2 separate regions of the Triticum aestivum genome follow, and region 1 is linked to region 2. Evidence: chromatin contacts called from public Hi-C data. All regions are on one chromosome and are shown on one strand. The core of a region is the stretch at or near the end of the contact, and the rest is flanking DNA. Distances in the headings are between cores, read along the strand shown.

Region 1 (3,541 bases), core at 698-3,197, 250 kb after region 2:
AATTTTCTCTTCTCAAAACACCAGGTCGGTTCTTTAATTGGTGCACCGAATTTAGTTGCGTCAGAGCAATGCCTTTTTTTGAGAAGATATTCTTTTTCTCTCCAGTGTTAATAAGTTGTTCACATGACAACATCATGCTTCTTTATAAATATAATGATGATATAATAGCAATGCTTAAACCAGTGATGAAGTTAGTTAGATGACTGCAATGATGTTTCATTTATAATACTATTGGGCTTGTGATATCCATGCTCAAATAGTCAAATGGATAATGAGTTTGGTGCGTTGTGTACACTGCCTGTGTTCCAAACAGGTCCAAAGTAGGTCTTGACTCCTGAATTTCCGAGTCCAATGACTTCCATATCAACTCATAACCTTTTTTATACAACAGCCTCAGAGGGTAGTACGTACCCAGAAACCTCAAAAATATACTCCCTCCGTCCGGAATTACTTGTCATCCTTTTCTGCGACAAGTAATTCCGGACGGAGGGAGTACATGGGAGAGAGGCTTTTATGCTCATGTAAAACCCCATCTGTAAATACCATTGATCTAGCACAACCCAGTGCTGCTCTTTGCTGCGCATACAAAAACTCGGCACAGCGAGAGTAGGCAGAATCACACAAAAGAACAGAAAGAATACCTACTTAAACCTGTATTCTACCATATATCTATCTATACAGCATATGCGATCCAAACTCACGATGATCACCAAATCTAATCATATGTACAGATACTCATCTGACTGTACAATCCTAATAAGCTCCCGCAGATTACCAAATGCATTCCTCCCAGAACTCTCTGCTCCGATGTAGTTCAAGAGCTGCTCCGTATCCTAACCACCCATCATTGAAAATGTGGACAGCAAGCAGTCTTAGTTTGCTTGGGAAACTGGATTAAACAAAGATTGCAGCGACAAACAGGGAGATGGAATACAAGACTGTATGGAGAACACACACCTTTTGCAACAAGTGAATGGCGTAGGATGCCTTTGTCGAGTCATCTTGATATTCCAAGAAAAGGGGATAATCTGTTAGTTTTGAGTCAGCGCTGCCGACCCTTCGATGTTCCGTTGAACCCATGGATGATGCTTCAGCTGAAGGCAAACGATCACCGACATAAGATCGTGATCCTCCAAAGCGCAAAGGATATCGGAGGGGAATGTCAAGATATGAAGCAATAAGCAAGACTGCCTACAGGAAATTAACAAAGTGAGCAACTTGTGATTCTAACTCTTTTGAACTCCACACAAAATTAACATGGTAAGCAAGTAGTGATTTTAACTCTAGTGGCTGCACCTATAAAATCTAGTGTGCAGATGCAGGCAGATAAGATTCTAACTCTTTTGAACTCCACACCAAATTAACATGGTAAGCAAGTAGTGATTTTAACTCTAGTGGCTGCACCTATAAAATCTAGTGTGCAGATGCAGGCAGATAACTTACACTCCTATCATAGTGTAGGCTTGATACCATGGAACCACTAAATCTGGAAGGGCCACAATTTATATTGTATTCCAAACTAATGCATGAAAAACTCAATGCTCTTCTTTTTTGATCTTTACCACTGGATCTATTAAAAACTATACCAAAAAATCGGCAGCCCAAGAAATATTTTTTGTATTTTCTTCTTGAAGCATGACAACTGGCCTAGCTAGGCTGGGATATATGTGCTACATCAAATGTATTGTCTATTTGTCTTAATATTTTGTTGTGCAGGAGCATTGGGCAGACAAACTTACATGTGCTGCATATCCAAGCACAGCTGCTGACCTCTGAAGCTCCTTGTGACTGTAACTTGGCTGCTTTGTCTTGGGCTTTCCAATTTGCCAACCAAAAAATGTCAAGGGGCCAACATGTGGAGATTTGATAATGCTGAGTAAATGTCTTCCATTTCCATTCATTTCTTGCGGAAGTGCCCCATTCTCTTCCGAAGGTGTTCGGCACTCTCCTGAAAATGTGGTGTCATTTCATCATAAACGGTTACATGAAGTGAGATATAAGGATCGACTGTGTTTTTAATTAGCTCTCTGACTCGTATAAAAACCAGAGCAAAAATAAAATAAAATTCATGTGACAACATGATTGTTCATTGCTTATCTATGGGCCTGTGGGGCATATACGCTAAAATCATGCACATCGTATCAAGCATTGTTGCTCAGGGGAGGCACATGAGTACTGAATTCTCACCATTGGTACGGGAATGGTGGTTCTCTGCAGCCGGCAGGTCTCGGAAGACCCTGACAGGGTACAGGGCGGCGACCTGGGCTACCATGGACTGCTGCCTCGTCCTGAGCAGCCTCTGCAGATCCCCAAGCCGCGCCTTCTCCGCGGATTTCAACTCTTTGGCTTCCTGCGATCAATCAGGAGGAGACGGATTAGATATCGGACCAAACGCAGGCAGCCAGAACACCCAATGCATTCCGGTGTCGCGTGGAGAGGAAGAAACGGGCGGGCGGGCAGGTACCTGCACTTGGCGGTGCGCGGCGGCGAGGGCCCTGGAGAGCGGCAGCACCCGCTCGATCTGCGCCTGCATCTGCTCCTTGCGCCGTTCCACGCCCTCGGCGGCCCTCCGCCTGGCGACGGCGAGCTCGTCCGCGCGCGCCCGCCGCCGCTCCAGCCGCCGGCTCAGCTCGTCCAGCGCCGCGCCCTGCCGCACCGACTCCCTCCTCACCTGCAGCAGCAGCAGGATCAGGCCACGCTCGACAAAAGGGGGCGCGACGAGCGGGGCGGAAGCAAAGCGAGCGAGCGAGAAGCATTCTCACCTCGAGCGCGGCCTCGAGGCGGCGCGCCAGGCGTGCCCGTTCCTCCGCCGCGGCCGCGAGCTCCGCGGCGAGGGCGCCGGCCCGCTCGAGGCTTCCCCGGAGGTCCGGCCACGCGACCGACTTCTCGGAGTTGGGATCCGGCCCGGCCCTGGCGCTCATCCCGGCGCGCGCGATGGAGATCGTACTAGTAGGCGGCCCGCGGCGGCGGCGGCGCCCATGGTCCTGGCCCGCCGTGACGAGGCCGGGGCCGAGGCGTGTGCCGTACTACTGGTAACTGGCGGCGGCAGGAAGCAAGCGAGCGAGGCGAACCCACGCAAGGGAGAAGGGCTCGGTCGGTCGGTCGGTGGCGTCCGAGGAGAGGGGGCAGCGCCAGCGCGTGCGTTTTTGTTTTTTTTGGGCTGGGAGTTTGTCTCGGCGACGCGACCGCGGGCGGGCGGGCCGTGGGGAAGGGGGAGGGTGCCGACAAGCGTGCCGCTGCCCCGTCAGCGCGCGGGGCCCGGCCAGCGAGGCGGACAGGTCGACCGCCCGGAATTAACTGCGGCACGGCGATCGGGCGCCACGTGCCGATTTCTTTATCGCCGTTGGCGCTCGTCGGAATGGCCCGTCGACCGTGCGTGCGTGGTGTGACGGCGAGTCGGCGACGGTGCCGACCGACTGAGCCAAGTTGGTGATGCTGTGGCTTTGTCATTGATGGAGTGACGCTCCCGTAGCTGTCCTGTCACCGTCCGGGGCGACGCCTCGCCTCACCGGCAAAAAAACATCACCCTCGACCCCCTCAA
Region 2 (3,343 bases), core at 350-2,849:
GCGGCTGATATGGCCGCCATTGCTTCCCTCGGTGGAGGGCTTGATAGCAACCAGTGTAGCACCCTGCAGCGCAATTCCTCCAGGCAGCTCGAGATATGGCGCGTATTTCAGCTTCATGTTGCAGGCCGGGACCTGGGTCCTGTTGGAGCATGCCGAGGCCGACAGTTGGTTCTCTCTGAACTCCTTCAGCTGCTCTGCTCCCATGGTCAGCGTGCCCTGGCCATCGGCATCAGTCAGCACCAAGCTCACAAGTGTGGGGTGCTCCTTGATGATCGACCGGAGAAGATAATGCCTCGTCGACGCAGCGATGAGGGAGCTGATCGTCCACACGACGCGGAGCTTGAGCCCGCCATTGGTATAGAAAGACTCCGGCATGCTCCCGTTGTCCTCCGAAGACGGCTCATGCTCTGCGCCAACAGGCTTGCGGTCAACCCTGGTGCCCCCAAGGATGACACAGTTCTGAAGCGTGCTCCCGTACTCTGCCCGCCATTTCAGGAGCACCCCGTCCTCGGTGCCGACATCCCCGGAAGGGAGCTCGATGTGGAGGTTCCGCACGTGCGTGAAGCTCCGGAGCACCTGCGCCGGCGAGTGGTGCGCGAGCTGCGGGAAGAGCGGCCGCCCGGCGCCGTTGGGGCCGCGCGCGCTGTGGAAGGGCTTGATGATCGTGAAGAGCATCAGCTTGAGGAAGTGGGAGAGGATGTTCCGGGGCTTGGGCGAGATCAGGTTGAGGGCGTCCTCGCCGTCGCCGTCGACCGCCACGACGCGGTCGATCTTGACGCAGACGTCGTGGACGTGGGGCACGAGCCCGTTGAACCGCTTGGACGCCGCGGAGCAGCGGCCGAGGGAACGCACGTCCTCCACTTTGTTGAGGATGAGCAGGACGAGCGAGTCCGGCAGGCAGTCGAAGAGATCGAGCTCGAAGTCGAGCGCCGGGTCCGCGTGGATTCGGGCCTTGGGAAGCATCGCGCCGCCGGAAGGCCGGGAATGGCAGGAACGGGCTGCTCGACCTTGGCTCTTCGGATGGCTCGCGCAATGGCAGCAACGGCCCGCCAAATCGACGCGACGCGACGCGGCCGCCTGAAGGAAAGGAGAAGGGGAACAGCTCAGAACACGCACGGGAAACATTAGAGACATGGATGAAGCAGAATCACCATCAATAATCAAAGGGAACCTCAAATGAGGAACCGGGAGAGTGGAATCACCAATCTTTTACATACCTCAGTCGCCGGTCGCCACCGCCGCCGCAGCCGCGTCAACCAGCCCAGGCGAGCAAATCGGGGGCGGAGCCGAACCGAGACCCGCGCTCTCCTCCGGAGCAGGGCCGGATCCGACGCCGGCGAGCGCCCGGGAGGCCAGGGAGCAACCCGAAAACTCGCCGCAATTCCCCGCCCGACCGACAGCTCCTCCGCCTCCGGCGAGCCGACGCGCCCCAAGGCTCCGATCCGGCGGGCTCCCGGCGCCAATCAGGCGAGGCTGCTGGCTAGCGTTTATCGGAGGCGAGGCGAGAGAGATTGGGGATATTTTTCTCCTCTGCTCTCCTCCCGGCGGCAGTTGTTTTTTTCTGGCTCGTGCGGTCGCTTCTGCTCTGCTCTCCGGCACCACTCGACGGTGGGCGGCTTTTAATATCGGCCCGGAGGACGGGGGCGGTGGCGCCGTCAACAGGTAACGGCTCCCCGCAGTTAACCCAAGCGGCGGTGGCGCGCCGTTGGTTGATGGGTAACGGCGGGGGAGCCGTTACTCCCGGTCCACGTCAGCGCGGGGGAGGGTGGTGTGTGGTGCGACAAAGCACCCACAGTTTTCTCAGAGAAATATAAAGAGTTAAATGCACGGGCGGTCCTAAAAGTTTCATCGGGGTGTCACTTTAATCCTAATTCTTTCAAAATGCATCTTTAGGTCCTCATTCTTTAGTAAGTGGTTCATGCGAGGTTCTTTTTCCATGAGCGCTCATTGCCCTGCACGTGTGGCGCGTTGACCCACGCCACGTCGACATAGGGCCCAACCGCCAGGTGAGAAAATTACACTGGAGGTCCTAAAAGTTTCTAGGCAGTGTCACTTTAGTCCTACTTCTTTCAAAATGCATGTTTAAATCCTAATTCTATAGTAAGTGGTTCACGCGGGGTCCTTTTTTGCACGATCTTTCTCTGACATGCTTGCGTGCATTGACCCATGTCATGTCAACTTAGAGGCCGTTGTGGTTGTTCTTTTTTTTTAGAGAAAGCCCCTTGTACCCTCCCCCTCTTGACATTTCCCACCTCTCTCTCTCATGCCCACACCGTCACCATGGCTGGGGCAGTAAGCTCCTCGGCAAGGAAGCGAGTGACGAAGAGGAGCATTGCAGCAGCGTCGGCAGCGTTGCCTCCTCCACAAGCTATAGAATGATCGTGCGAAAAAGGACCTCACATGAACTACTTACTATAGAATTAGAACGTAAACGTGCGTTTTGAAAAAAAATAGGACTAAAGTGACTGCTCAGAAACTTTTAGGATCACCAGTGTATTTTCCTTGCCAGCCAGTTGGGCCCTTTGTCGACGTGGCATGGGTCAACGTGCCACGCGGGCAAGTCAACGAGCACTCGTGGAAAAAGGACCTCAAGTGAACCACTTACTAAAGAATTAGGATCTAAAGGTGCATTTTGAAAGAATTAGGACTAAAGTGACACCTTGATGAAACTTTTAGGACCTCCAGTACATTTAACTCAAATATAAAAGGAGGCACCCAATTTAAATATGGGTCTGTATAGAACACATCTAGATATGACATAATTATGTCACATCTAACCTTGTGTCCATTATATTTGTGATCTATTTTTTTGTTCTAATTTTTTTATTCCTTATTGCTGCGTTATTTATGGAAGCTTAGATGTGACATCCTTAGAAAATATCTAGATGTAAATTACACAAACTGTTTAAACATTCGTACCTATGAATATTCGCGCACACATACTATCTCTATGATCACCTCGAATGGTCGAGTCGATAAATAATTACCGCATTCTCACCTCTTAAACTAATTTGAACCTTGAACAAAAATACTTAGTCGCAGGGTTTCTTTGCCTTCCGCAAGCGCCACCGTCGATCTGCCTTGTCTCCGGTGACTTTTTAGGGCAATGGCGATGTGGTGGATCCTGACCATGGCTTGCGGGAGGCTCTATTTTTATACGTTCTTCGAGTTTTAGGCCTCTTTTGGTTCATAGGATAGGATTATCATAGGAATAGGAATCTTGTAGGAAATGAGATGATGTGTATCTCAAATTCTATGAGTAGGAATAGGAAACAAGATGTCATTTGGTTGACATCAAAGGAATTTTTCCATTGAGTCTAGGCTCTTTTTTATTTTTCTATGA

What was found. A called contact is a pair of places that touch in the nucleus more often than the background predicts.
Region 1: a Hi-C map of leaf shows a contact between it and region 2, with 9 times the contacts expected there. The contact joins the promoter of LOC123060560 here to the promoter of LOC123060551 in region 2. A contact is called at or near these places in 3 of 5 Hi-C or Micro-C datasets (leaf and an unstated tissue) and 1 of 1 datasets of contacts at active chromatin or transcription factors (leaf).

Annotation. Positions count from the first base shown.
Region 1 is chr1A:500,938,786-500,942,326 of IWGSC CS RefSeq v2.1, forward strand. LOC123060560 (spindle assembly checkpoint component MAD1) reads right to left here and starts at 1,948. Exons shown (of 3, transcript XM_044483342.1): 1 at 1,740-1,948; 2 at 958-1,094. The coding sequence starts at 1,001.
Region 2 is chr1A:500,692,540-500,695,882 of IWGSC CS RefSeq v2.1, forward strand. It overlaps LOC123060551 (F-box protein At5g46170), which reads right to left and starts at 1,600. Exons shown (of 2, transcript XM_044483318.1): 1 at 1,218-1,600; 2 at 1-1,077. The coding sequence starts at 963.